3 separate regions of the Mus musculus genome follow, and all the other regions are linked to region 2. Evidence: chromatin contacts called from public Hi-C and HiCAR-type data. All regions are on one chromosome and are shown on one strand. Each heading gives the region's core, a stretch centred on a gene start, on an enhancer-like site or on the middle of the called end of the contact. The rest is flanking DNA. Distances are from core to core; before and after follow the strand shown. Region 1 overlaps Arhgap22 (Rho GTPase activating protein 22). Region 2 holds the start of Prrxl1 (paired related homeobox protein-like 1). Region 3 overlaps Arhgap22 (Rho GTPase activating protein 22).

The links. Hi-C and Micro-C count contacts between places; a contact is called where the count stands out from the background. HiCAR-type assays count read pairs that join an accessible place to other places.
Region 1: a contact with region 2 is called in a Hi-C map of cerebral cortex, with 3 times the contacts expected there. The contact joins the enhancer-like site here to the promoter of Prrxl1 in region 2. A contact is called at or near these places in 3 of 39 promoter capture datasets (embryonic stem cells, hippocampal neurons and stem cell-derived epiblast-like cells), 9 of 484 Hi-C or Micro-C datasets (the G1E-ER4 cell line, cerebellar granule neurons, cerebral cortex and 4 more), 2 of 115 datasets of contacts at active chromatin or transcription factors (embryonic forebrain and neural tube) and 2 of 9 other capture datasets (embryonic stem cells and embryonic trunk).
Region 3: a HiCAR-type map of astrocytes shows a contact between it and region 2, with 3 times the contacts expected there. The contact joins the enhancer-like site here to the promoter of Prrxl1 in region 2. A contact is called at or near these places in 3 of 39 promoter capture datasets (embryonic stem cells, hippocampal neurons and stem cell-derived epiblast-like cells), 9 of 484 Hi-C or Micro-C datasets (the G1E-ER4 cell line, cerebral cortex, cortical neurons and 3 more), 5 of 115 datasets of contacts at active chromatin or transcription factors (astrocytes, craniofacial prominence, embryonic forebrain and 2 more) and 1 of 9 other capture datasets (embryonic stem cells).

What each region holds. Positions count from the first base shown.
Region 1 is chr14:33,294,579-33,298,872 of GRCm38.p6, forward strand. Arhgap22 (Rho GTPase activating protein 22) reads left to right here. Exons shown (of 11, transcript NM_153800.4): 4 at 4,126-4,213. Among named protein-coding and RNA genes, the nearest start is that of Gm41130, 65 kb to the left of the region's middle. Within about 2 kb of position 2,658, at least 29 of the 459 cell types and tissues checked have an H3K27ac peak or open chromatin away from gene starts, as enhancers often do. A contact at or near this core is called in cerebral cortex, cortical neurons, hippocampal neurons and 1 more, where this site is marked.
Region 2 is chr14:32,596,650-32,600,834 of GRCm38.p6, forward strand. Prrxl1 (paired related homeobox protein-like 1) reads left to right here and starts at 2,759. Exons shown (of 7, transcript NM_001347590.1): 1 at 2,759-2,897; 2 at 3,297-3,415. The coding sequence starts at 3,382.
Region 3 is chr14:33,313,435-33,317,457 of GRCm38.p6, forward strand. All of the region lies in intron 4 of Arhgap22 (Rho GTPase activating protein 22), which reads left to right. Among named protein-coding and RNA genes, the nearest start is that of Gm41130, 84 kb to the left of the region's middle. Within about 2 kb of position 2,572, at least 2 of the 459 cell types and tissues checked have an H3K27ac peak or open chromatin away from gene starts, as enhancers often do. A contact at or near this core is called in astrocytes, where this site is marked.

The sequences.
Region 1 (4,294 bases), core at 1,408-3,907, 700 kb after region 2:
CACAGAATCTGATATAGCAGACTTTCAGAATTTCAAACAGCCCCTAAGGATCACACTACACCCTAGGTTCCCATTGTGAGGGAACACGATAAGAAGTGAGCCTTGTCAATAAACCACTCCCCTTTGGTCTCTCCTTCATGGTAGCATTGTTTGTTGAAAGCCTGTGGGCACACAGCAAGAACACATAAGCTCTAGGGCCCTTCCTCCTTTCCCTAGTTCTAAACTAATCATGGGCATTGGCTGTTGGAAGATCTGCTCTGGGGCTTCCATTTAATACATCCTATAGATGATGAATTTGGGGAGAGGGGTTGAAACAGGGTCTGTCTATGTATTTTTAACTGTCTGGAACTCACGTAGACCAAACTGGCCTTAAACTAACAGATATTTGCCTGCCTCTACTTAGCAAATAATAGGATTAAAGGCATGTACCACCACCCCCAGCTAGATGATAGAGTTTTAAGTAAGCATTTTAATTTGCTGCTGTCAATAAAATATACTCTCACACAAAAGCAGGCTCGCCCTACCCACTTCCCAGAGCTCTGCTCTCCGTGTGCAGTTTCTAGAACTGGTCGGGCATTCTGGGTTCTCTGGCAAGATGTGCCAAGTCAGCTACAGCCTGTAGGAATGAGCTCAGACATGCAGGCTGAGAAAAACCTCCTGACAACCAATGTGCTCATGATAAGTTCAGACCCAGGGAAAGGATGAAGGGCCATGGAGCTTGTGTACTCTCTCTGTGTGCCCACAAGGCTTTCAACAAGGGATGCCACTCTAGTGCAGATCATGAGCTTCCAGAGCCCAAGCCCCACACTATTTTAAGAAGGCCAGTGGGGCCTTGCTAATGCTCATTAGAACACTCCCTCCTCCCCCGGAATATACCAAAAACTTTATGGTTGGGGCATTATCTGAGAGGTTAGAAATGGATACTCATTGTTCCTGTGACTTGCATGCCTAGGGCACAGAATTTCAACCGAAGTCCATATCGTCTCTCTAGAGTAGATCACGACCCATTGCCTTGCCACAGTGGGTCAGGGAGTTATTCTACAGGGGAGCAAATTTAAGTAAGGACTAAACTCATAGGAAAGGTACACACCCTTTCCTACTCTAGAGCAGCAGGTCTCAGAGTATTTCTGGGGCCACCAACATCAGCAAATTAAGCAGAAATACAGATCCAGCTACTTTCTACAAAGCCGTGGAATTCAAAACTCCAGGGTGGAGTCCCGTGCTACTCTGAACAGGCAGGCCTGTGGTGCACAATTGATTCACCCAGACCCTCAGTTAAATGAATCGTAGTGAAAGCAAAGGTGAGAATTCAGCTCTCATCTGCACCCCTTCTCATCTGGCTGCATTGACTGTGCCCGGTATTCTGAGATGATCACAAGAGGCAAATGCTAGAGTGAGTCTCGTCCCAACCCCACGTTCAGTGACATCATGAAAATGGCCATGAAGGAAAGAAACCTGTGTCCTACAGAGGACGGCAAACATGTAAGCTGGGTGTTTTGTCTTCTGTATTGTAAGACTACACAAGCAAGCCCTCTGTGTTCAACAAGCTCTGCGGTAGCTTGGGAGACAAGGTCAAGGTTGTTATAGGAATTCTTCTTTGTTAGACTCCTTACAGACACATTCACCATAGTGTTAACACACACCACACCACCGAACAGGAGAGCAGACTTCTTGGGACCACCACAACCTGCCCTACTCCAGTACCCTCAGATCAAAGCTTCAGTCCTAACCTTGGGGAGGCTCGGGGTATTGGGTGAAGCCACAGGTTTGGTGTCAAGGTCCCTTGCAGTGACAGGGCCACACAGGGATTAGGTGGAGGTACAAAGGGACTTATAGACCCCAAAATCCCCATCTGGCTCTCCCGCAGCAGCTTCTTGGAAGCTGGCTGAGTTGTTGGGAAGCTGCTGTCACAATGGGGAGCAGGATGGGAAGTGACAGCTCAAATCCCAGGTGGTAGCAGAGATGGGACTCTGCCCTTTGCCTCCCCCAACACCATCCTCTAGTGCAGCGAGGTATCAATAGCAGCACCTGCCCCGCAGAGCTTCTAGTCAATCATGTAGGCTAAGAGCCAGGAACATAGGACCATTTCCCACAACAGAAGCTATTTCTGCTTTTCCCTCTAGCCTCCATAAAGAGTGATGTCAGTGATGATACTGCTACTCCCATTGTGCGGATGACAGTTCCTGAAGCAGAGGGGAAACGCACAGCAATGTACCCCATCGCAGTGTCAGTTACGGAACGGAAACAGCATGTGCCGAGACCCAGTGATGGACCTCGCCCACGCCCTCTAATGAGCACGTTCTCCCATCCTGGGGCTGCTGTCCTAATTTATTCCCTGTAGCTCCAGGCTCCCTAGCAAGAATGCAACCAGTAATTCAGTTACAGCAATTACCAGCTGGATCCCTGGCTTACTGCTATAATTTCCCTAGAGCCAGCCTCTGTGGGTACAGATACCAGTCCGCCTTGATGTTGCTTAAATGAGAAGAGGCATCTCCATATGCTCCCGAGGCACAGATGCCAGCAGACATAAGGCTCCCATTGCCCTGCTAGAGCCAGAACTTGCCAAAAATGACTTGACTCTTCTTCAGGTTAATGTTCCCCACCCCCAGATTCCTTATCTGCGCAGCAGGATGTAGTCTACTGTGAGGACATTATAGGAATACACTAAAATGGTCCAGGCCCGAGAGTAGAGCGTCTGCTAGCAGGCACAGGAACGGGGGAGGGAAGTGTGGAAGCAGGCGCTGAGCCACCCACCTGGGATGTTTTCCCACCTGGTATGGAGCCCAGATGTAATAGAGAGGTTTGCTTCGCTAACACAGTTCTCAGCTCAGCATGATGGTACACACTTTTAATCATGGGCACTCAGGAGACAGAGGCAGAAAGATCTCTATGAGATTAAGGCCAACGTGGTCTACATGATGAGTTCCAGACCAGCCAGGGTTACATGGGGAAACCATGTCTCAGAACCAAGCACATACAGTTGTTCTCACTATGTGCCAGGACCTATGCTCAGGACATCTCAGATATCCCTCCATTTCTGCTCAGAACAGGAACTCCTAGGATGCACAGGTAGAGCAACTGAGGTACAGAGAAGGGACATGGTTTATCTAAAGCTGAGCCAGGCTTTCACCCTGAAGATCTGACCATGGGAATGGAGTTTAAACTCCACGGGGTTTTCCGTGGAGAGGATAGAGGTGTGAGTAGTCAGGCCACTTAGAGTGTGAGCTAAGCAAAGCTGAGCATGCGTGGCCTTAAGGAAATCCTCCAGATAGTAAGGAGGGCTCTGGCTGGCCTGTGTGTGAGAGAAGCAACACAGCATGCAGGATTTACCAAGCAGGAATCTAGCTTATGGAACTCTCTTACTGTTCCATTATACAGACATATAGACCGAGCTTCATAGAAAGCATCTAAGGGGGTCCTGGAGCCAATACACCGTGGATTCCAAAGGACAGCTGTGCTAGGCACTGTCAAGGCTGTGATGTTGTGCATGTTGGTGACTCCTGTTCTGTAGGTAAAGTGGAAAACCATCAGGCTGGAGATGCAGCTCAGTGGCAGAGCCCATGCCTGGAGAATGAGAGGCCCTGGGTTTGAGCTCCAGCACGGCAGTGATAATCTCCTAATAATTAATCGAATACACAAATAAAACCAAACGAGAAGTGAGTGAAGCCTCATCCTGCCTGACCACAGGGGATTGAACCCGCATAGATCTTGGATGCTGCCTGTCCCACGTGCCGCCTCCAGGGCTCTCCCCTCTTGCTCCACACATGGGATCCTACAGTGAATCTTTGGAATGGGGGGGGGGCAGGGAGGAATAGCAGGAGTACCCAGCTCTGTCCTCCTGGCTCTGGTCTTGTTTTGCCTAGTCTTACACTGGGAGTCCTGGCCCACCCTCTTGCGCCCACCCTTGTTGGAAGAGCCCCTCCCACCCTCCAGCTGAATGTGCAGATGGGGAGGGGGTCCTCTGTGCTTGGTCCTGTGCTGCAGAAAAGACACACATCCTTCTCACTGGCACCCAGCCTGCCTCAGCAGGAGAAGGGCTGGGCCCTGTCCTAGCACCTCCCCCCACTCCGAAGAGCCCTTTCCCAGACAGCTCGGGTTTCTTATTTGTGTTTGTCTCCATTTCAGGGATTTATTTCTCTACAAGGGACACAAGTGACCGAACTTCTTCCAGACCCTGAGGACCCAGGAAAGCACCTGTTTGAGATTACGCCAGGTAAGCCAAAGGGTGCCCGTGTGTGCTGAGATGGTCCCGGTGGCCCCCCATTGGGGCATGACTGTGCTCCTACCCCCAGAA
Region 2 (4,185 bases), core at 1,509-4,008:
TCGGTTAATTGGGAAATACATTTTACTGCACAAGAATTAAGGAAAAATGAGAGTTTCTTTGCTAACGCCCCCTCCCCCTTTGGTGAGGGGAGACCATAACGAATATCTATTAAGTCACCTTCTCCTCCAGGGCTCCGAGTATTGGAGACAACTGGGGCAAAGGGGGTTCACAGCATCAAAGTTTTCTGTAGCTTTTCGTTTCTGCGGTTGTTTTGGTTGGTTGTTTATTCGCAGTTTTACCATAGGAATGAGCCCAGCCTCGTTTTACCATAGGAATGAGCCCAGCCTCGTAGTTATGGGAAAAGAACTTCGGGCGAATTGAGGCTGAAGGTCCGGAGCTGGCTGGGAGCCCCTTGCAAGGTGGGTGCTTTCTTAGAGCTGAGCTGGTTGTGCAGCCAAGGACCAAGAATGTAGACAGGTTCGCGTCAAGGGGGCGGTGGGAGGGCTGGGGCCGAAGGCAAAGGGACCATGAGGTATTTTTCTGCTGTAGCCATCGGTAGGAGCCATGCATTTGAGACTGCAGAGTCGGGAGTTCACTTCCTGCTCCCAGCGCTTACTGCGCATCCCAAATGACTTTCGAAGATTTGGGCCAGGAAAGGATTAGGAGTGCCTGGAATCGCTTGCGCTGGCCTCGATGCCCGCGCACTGCAGGACCCCACAGGGGCCCTAGGGACTGGTGGTTTCTGTGGCCAGCAAAAAGTCTGGTAGGGTGGGGACGCTTGCCGCTGTCCAAGGTCCTGATCCCTCCGCTGATTCGGGGAGACGTTCAGACATCCAGACCAGCCTGCTCAGACCCCGCGACAGATCAGGGTTTCACATAAATCCTTACGTCTCGATGTCAGCCACAGGGAACTGATAGAAGCTTGGATGTCTCTGTTTTCTGGGGCCAACGCGGCAGTCGGTACTAGGTTGCTGGGGCCGAGGCTCCCGCGGATAATGCAAGTGCGCGCTGAGCGGAGCTGGCGGGGAACCCTTCCTCTTACTTAGCTTCCCCAGCGCTCGACTCCCAGAGTGCGCAAGGCGCCCGGGGAAGCTGAAGCTCAGGGCAGGAGAGCATCGGAGAGGGCTTTCGGCAGACTCCGGCGCTCAGAGGGCCCTCGGCTCCTGGAACCAGTTGCAGAGAGCGGGATGCTCCCTGAGCCGGACCTGGAGGGAAGCCGGACCCGCGAGTTCGTCGTGGCCTGGGACCGAGAAAGGGTCTGCTCCGGGCCTCGAAGCTGTGTACTGGCCGGGTGGTCGCGCCATCCACCGCACGGGGCGGCTTGGCTCGCCGACGTTCTCCACTCGGGCCCGCCGCTTGGTCTTGCGGGAGTCTGTGGCCCTGGAGGAGAGCTGGCGCGGCGGGTCTGTTCGCTCCGAGCCGAGCAGTCATTTTCCAGCCTCTTCTTGCTCCCAGCAGGGCCGATTCCGGCCGGGAGCGGCTGAGCCTAGAAAGGGCCGCTTGAGTGCAAGAGGCCCAGCCCAGCCTTGAGTCCGCCGGAGCGGTGCCGCGTTTCTTCCTGGCTGTTTTCCCAGGGGTGTCCACTGGCCGGCCAGAGCCTCAGCACTCAGTTCTCCAGCTCCGCGCTACTTGCCCCGGTCGCTGGTCCACGAGTGGGCCCGCCAGGCCTTTTGTTTCCAAAGCTCTGTGTCTTTAAGATCAAGGGTGGATCTCAGGCCGGGCAGGGACCCGACCCACCACTCCGCCAAGGCTCTCAAACGCAGCATTAGAATGTTTATAAAATATTCAATTTATGTAGTCTGTCCAAGAAGCCATTGTCCCAAAATAAAATCGGCAGTCTAGACGGAACACAGACACCAGAACTTATCAACAGTTGTCTGATTCGCATCTTCTGATGCATCTTGAGTGGGTCATAATACCAACTTTATTTTCAGTGGTGCATAAATTAATTACACGCATTTAATAACCAAAATATCATTATATTCCCCCTTTAATATCATAAAGGCTTTCCGCCAGGGAAGCACTTAATAGTGCAGGGGGCCGTAACGGGCTATTATCCTGGTGTAATGCTATTACAGAACCAATTATGCGCCATTAGACTTGCTTTTTTTGCAGTTTATGTGATTTGATCCAATCCCGCGCCCCTGACTTGAAAATTTCAACCCGGTACTTTAGAGTTTAATTTTCACCCAGGCAGAGAGAAGGGCGGTCTCTCTCCGCTGAGTGTCTGCCTCGGATGCATTTTAAAAGTAATTGCGAAGGGTCCCACTGCATATCATTTGCAGGGAGAAGCGAACATAAATTCAGGGACCCCTTGCTGAGAACAAAATCAAACTTTCCTTTTGTACGATCGCTTGGAAAGGGAAGCCGTGTGCAAAGAGTACCCCCAAAACCCATCCGGCGGCGACAATTAGCAGCGCTTTGGTAATTTTGCAGTCCTGGAGTCTCCAGGCCTCTGACAAGGGCGAGCCCAAATCCAATCTCACTCAGAGAAAGAAGGGTTGAGACTGAGGGGGCCCAGAGGGCTGGGGTTGGGGTGAGTGTTTAAAACATAATCTCTTTTGGGTGGGGGATGATATTGGTAGCTGTTGTTTTTATCTTCGTTTAAAAGAAAAAAAGGGAAAAACATTCCTGATGTTTGCTGAGAAGTGACGGATTTTTTTTTTTTTTTACACCACGTGGGCCATTTGTAAGGCCCAATAGACCTATCCAAGTTACTCGCTGTAGACAGCGCTGGAAATAATCAGATTAAGGCCAATTATGCGTGAGATTATAAAGGCGAGTGCTGAGCGGCGGCGCGCGCTGTAGACAGACAGCAAGACATCTGGCCACTTCCCCAGTCACTTCTCTGGTCCTGCGGGCGCCAGCAGCGCCAAGCCCCGCCCGCCGCCAGCCGAGCCCCGCGTGCGGACTAGAGGCGAGCGCACTCCGGCCTTCTCGCCCGCCTCCCGCAGAGGTAGGCAGGGTTCCCGTGCTGCTCCCCCGGCTCCCTGCGCTGGGCCTTGGGACTTCACCGGCTTTTGGCCCGAGCTGCTGCGCTTGCAGATGGCCTTGCGCGATCGCCGGACCCAGCTGCGGTGGCCAAGTGCAGGGCTTGTGGTTGGGACCCCTGAGAACCAGGAGCCAGACTGTGCCCAGCTTGGTGAGGGCGCGGTTGTCCAGCAGCAGGACCTATGCCGAAGGCTGACCGTAGGGTCGTGGCTTGGGAAGGGAGGTGCAACCACTTCTCCCACCATCCCCGCGGTGGCCCCAGGGGACCAAGGGCTTCGGGAAGGGCTTAGTAGGAGGAGCACTCCCTGTGATCCTCGGGGTGTGCGGGCAGGAGACTCAGGCTCTATTGCTGTTTGCTTTGCAGCCAGGCCGGAGCCACGCACAGGCACAAGTCTGCCAGGCCGCTACCAGCCCTGGTCCAGCCATCAGGGCCCATCCGACCGTCGGCGATGTTTTATTTCCACTGTCCGCCACAGCTAGAGGGTGAGTAAGCGCCGCTTTCCCGGGCTGTTTGGCCAGGCCAAGCTAGCCAAAAGGGCCGGGCCACAAAAGGGTTGATAAGTATTGGGGTCTTCGCCCCACAAGGTGGCAGCCTCTTGGCAGGGTTTAGGGGTACCCTTAGCCCCCCCCTACATCCAGCTCCATCCCTCCGCCCTGGTGCCACCTGCCTCCCACCTCCCTCTCCGCCTGGGTCGCGCTGCCCCGGGCTATGGGTGCCTCAGGGACGCCTGGTCCTCCCAGCACAGATGCTGGTGTCACGCCTCTAATCGGGGCTCCTCCGCCCAGGGGGCCCGCATCAATCTTTCACGGTGTTTTGCTAACATCCCAGAAAACCAAAGCAAGTTGAACTGCCCTCTGAGTCCTGGGCTCCACTACGTGTCAGGAAGGGCCTACTCTCACCCTGGGCGTTGGCAAGAGTGCTCCGGGATCGCACACGAAATTCTGGACAACTTAAAGTCAGTTTCTAGCGGCAAAGCTGTCCCTGGATGCAAGCTCCCTGATAGTTACCTGTCAGGAGTGTCCAGGAATAGTTTCATCTCAGCGATTTACTGAATTTCTGACTACAAATGACCAGCTCGTCAGCCCCCAGGACCAGGGTCTGGTTGTTTAAGGTCTCTAGACCTTAGGGGGGAAATGCCTTTCCCTATTCCTGGTGTGTTTTCTTCTCCCAGTTGTTAAGTGGGGCAGGGGTAGTGAGAAGTGAGAGAAGCTTGCATCCCTGGGTGTCTCTAACCAGGGCCTGGGAACCAAAG
Region 3 (4,023 bases), core at 1,322-3,821, 720 kb after region 2:
GAGCACTGGCAGGCCTCAGCCTAGCGGGGAGGTCAGGCTTTGAAAGTTCTGGCAATCCTGTCCCTCCGGAAAAGCTGTTGTTCTGTGGTTCCCATCAGCCCATCTCCACATCCCTATCGCCTCACTGCCAGTACCGAGCATGGCTTGGGAAGGGCCTTATTTCATACCCACCATTCCCAATGTCAATGAGTAGGATTAGCATTAAGGTATTCCCAGAAAGCAGGCCACACACTTGAGAATCACTACAGAAAACCCACAGGGGATAGAGCATTGACCCAGTGGTGCCTCTGTGCTCTGAGCACACAGCAGAGGGCAGCTTCTGCCAGGCAGCCTGCTAGCATCCAACAAATTGGCTTAAGAGACGCGCTGAATCGTTGCCCTGGTCTTTTATTCTTCCACCACTAGGTGGCAGTAGGGAGCACAATGCACGGTCAGGGTGGGAGGGAGGTTGTTTTTTCCCAGCCCTACCCTCCTCTCTCCTCCCTCTTCCCTCCTTCCTCTTTTACTATCTCCACTGTTCTGCCAAGAAAGCAAAGGGTAGTGGGCCAGCCTCTGTCAGCACTCACAGCCCTCTCAGGGTCTTCTGTTTCAGTCCGTCTCCCGGTAAAGAGACAACTGGATTTTAACTTTGGCATCAACTTAGGTCTTGGCATAGTGGTTTCAAACCAAAGGCTTTACACCGGTGCTCACCTGAACTAGAATCATCACTAACAGCACTGGTCCCTAAAATCTCCTGAGGGCCTCCCTGAGCAAAGGTCTCCAGAAAGGGACACTGAGGTCCCAAAAGGAACCTGAATTCCGAGTGCCTTCTCGGAGCAGTACTATTCCTTCCCTCCTCGCAGTGACTCATAAGGAATGGCGACCTGAGCAGGAAAGAGTCCCTAGGGGATAACACCAGGCAGGTTGGGGGCGGGGCACTTGCTACAGCACTGCATACCAGCCACCTTGAAAATGGGCTCAGTGCCCTGCCCTGGCGATGGCCTGCTATAAACTGGCCTAGTGTTTCCCCATCAGTGACCTATGGTAGGTAGATAAGGTACCAACTCCAGGGCTTGCCCGTGGCAGAGACTCTCATGGTTATCAAGCCCTCCTGTAGCATCCTCAGCAAGGCATCCCAGTTTGCAGTACTGGGACCCTGGTAAGTGGTTCTGACACTAGGCAGGGCTCCTTCACAATGAAGGGTCTCATCTCTGGTGTCTGTCCTGGCAGGGCTGCTGTAGCCTGGAAAGTTCCGCGTGTCCTGTGGACTACAAAAGCATCGTCTTCCCTCTAAATGCAGACACATGCTGTTAGGGTGGTCTCCGTCCACGAAGCCTGAGCTGGGGGTCACGGGGACTAAACTGAGCAGGGAATATCAGTCCCTTGACCACTTTGTGACCCACTTATAAATCAGGGTTATAATAGGGTTCTTGTGGGGACTGATGGGTTCGCATATGCAGAAATCTCAGAATAGTACCGGCACACAGTAGGTGCTCATTACCTGTCACTTTGCTTACTGAAACACACAGGCCACTACGTGAATGCTGTGCAGACCACCTCTCATTTGTCTAGTACATGGAAATGCAGCCAGACCTACAGAGACATACTGTGTGCTGAGGCTAAACCCATCTGTGGCTGTAAGCAAGCACCCTCTCGGCAGCGACTGTGGCAGCAGCTGTGGCTGAAGCCACCTGCGTTTTCCCAAACTGTATTTGTCCTAGGAGTCGGGAAGGAAAGAGAAATGCAGAAATAGGAGGTGGGGGCAGAAGTGGGTGAGGGTGAGACTTACGGAAAGGACAATGGGCTTTGTAAAAATTTCTCTCTTGGCAGTCTGGCCAACTTCAGTGGCTTCAGGCCACCGGAACAGCAAAAAAATGTACCCCAGGAATTTCTCTGCAACCGTTGTTCCCCTTGTCTTTCTCTGTGGGAATTCAGAGCTGCAAGACATTCCTCCCATAACCATTGTCCACTGCAACTGAAGAGCCCTTGGTTGGGGCTGGTGAGCCTAGCTGGCCCAGCTCCTCCACCACCCTGCCCCCACATCTCGGACCTGGGAGTGGACTCTACAGATGTGCCAATAACTGTCCTCCTCTGGCAGAGCTCGGAGCCTGCTCTCAGGGTCTGTCTGCCCCACTCTGACAGGCCTACCCCTCTCCAGAGCTGGCCTCCCCACCCCACCCCCACCCCCACTGCCACCCCATCCCAGACAATCTTCACAGCTTCTTCTCTCTGCATAGTCATCAGCAGTAGATGGACATGTTGCATAGAATTCCCATCATCTTGGAGACGGGAATTTTTTTTCTCTCCAGCCAAGTGCTTCTTGATTTAAGAGGAAACAATTTTCCAAATGCTCTACCATTCTTTTAAAGTACCGTGAAGCTTAATGAGTCTCTGCTGCCTCACTGTTCTGCAGTGTGAGCACGCTGGACAAGACATTGCTTCCTGCTCTCGCTGGTATCACTAGGGGGATGTGCATCCAGGCAGCCTCACTCTCAGGCATGTGAGTTGTTCTGATGCAGTTCTCCATGTGGCCTGTCCAGAGCAAGGCTGGGCTTCTTGCGCTGTGATGGTTTCAGCCCAGTTACACTGCTCACAAGGGATGGTATCCCAGAACTGGGCACCAGAGGGCTCTTCTTTAAGCAGGCTGTGGCAGCCCAAATGCAAAGAGTTAGACTTGAGACCCAGGGGCCACCCAGTCAGCACACTGTCCTTCTTTGATGCTATCTATGCCTTTCTGAGCTGCTGTATCTGGGCCCCTGCACCACTTACCTGCTTTATACTATTGCTTCCCCAATTCTCCCTGCCCTGATCTCCCCTGGCTCGACTCCAGCACCAGGCTAAGCTGTGGGAGACACAGGTCACATTACACTCATACCTGGATACCCTGCTATGGCTCCCCACCCCAAGGCAGACTAAAGCTTCTTCAGGAAGAATCCTCTACCCACTTCAGGATCACTCCAGTATCCCCAGGGTCTATTCTCTTCGTCTATAGAGCTGTCTATCTTAGTTAGGGTTTCTTCCATGAAGAGACACCATGACCAAGACAACTCTTATAAATCACGACATTTAATTGGCACTGGCTCACAGGTTCAGTCTATTATCATCAAGGTGGGAACACGGCAGCACCTGGACAGGAATGATGCAGGAGGATCTGGGAGTTCTACATCTTGTTCCGAAGGCAAACAGGAGAAGACTGGCTTCCAGGCAGCTAGGACGAGGATCTTAAAGGCCATGCTCACAGTGACACACTCCATCTAACAAGGCCACACCTCCTAATAGTGCCACTCCCTGGGCCAAGCATATTCAAACCATCACACAGTCTTTGTCTGCTCTTGGCAGAATAAGATCTCTTATACCTTTAGCCCACATCCTGGTACTCCTGGAGCTCAGCTCATGGGCATATTTATCAGAGTTTGGCTACATTGGCCCACTGTTGGTACATGAAGAAAGGAGAAGGAGGGAAGGGTAATCATAGTGTACCCCCCACAATCCTAGCTGGGGTGCCTGTGCCCTGTGGCGTGTATGGGGGCCCCCTCCGCACCCCCAGCCCAGAGAGGATTGAGTCTAGAGCCCTACCAATTTAAATGGTCCTGATACTGGCTCATTTCCAGAGAGTTTAGGATCACACACAATTTGGGGTGCAAAGCTATGTTTAGGAAACTGTATTTTAAACCAAATTCTGTGCTTAGTATATAATATTTTTCCATTGTAGCCTAAGACCCTGGGCCAAATTTAGGAAATACCATCCACCCATCCATCTGTCCATCCGTCCATCTTTTTAACTAACCATTGACCAACATACATTCATCTGTTCACTTCCATTCACATCCCTTTAGCCATCCATCCACCTATTAATTCATCCATTTACCTCCCCACTTATTCTTCTAGCCAATAGTCAGGCTCTACCCACCCAACCTTCTATTCAATTATTTTTCCATCCATCCAGCCACCCTCTCACTCATCTATTCAATCAGCTATCCATTAATTCACCTATCTGCATGTCCATCTGCTTATCCGTTAATCTACCCCCACCTATCCACACAC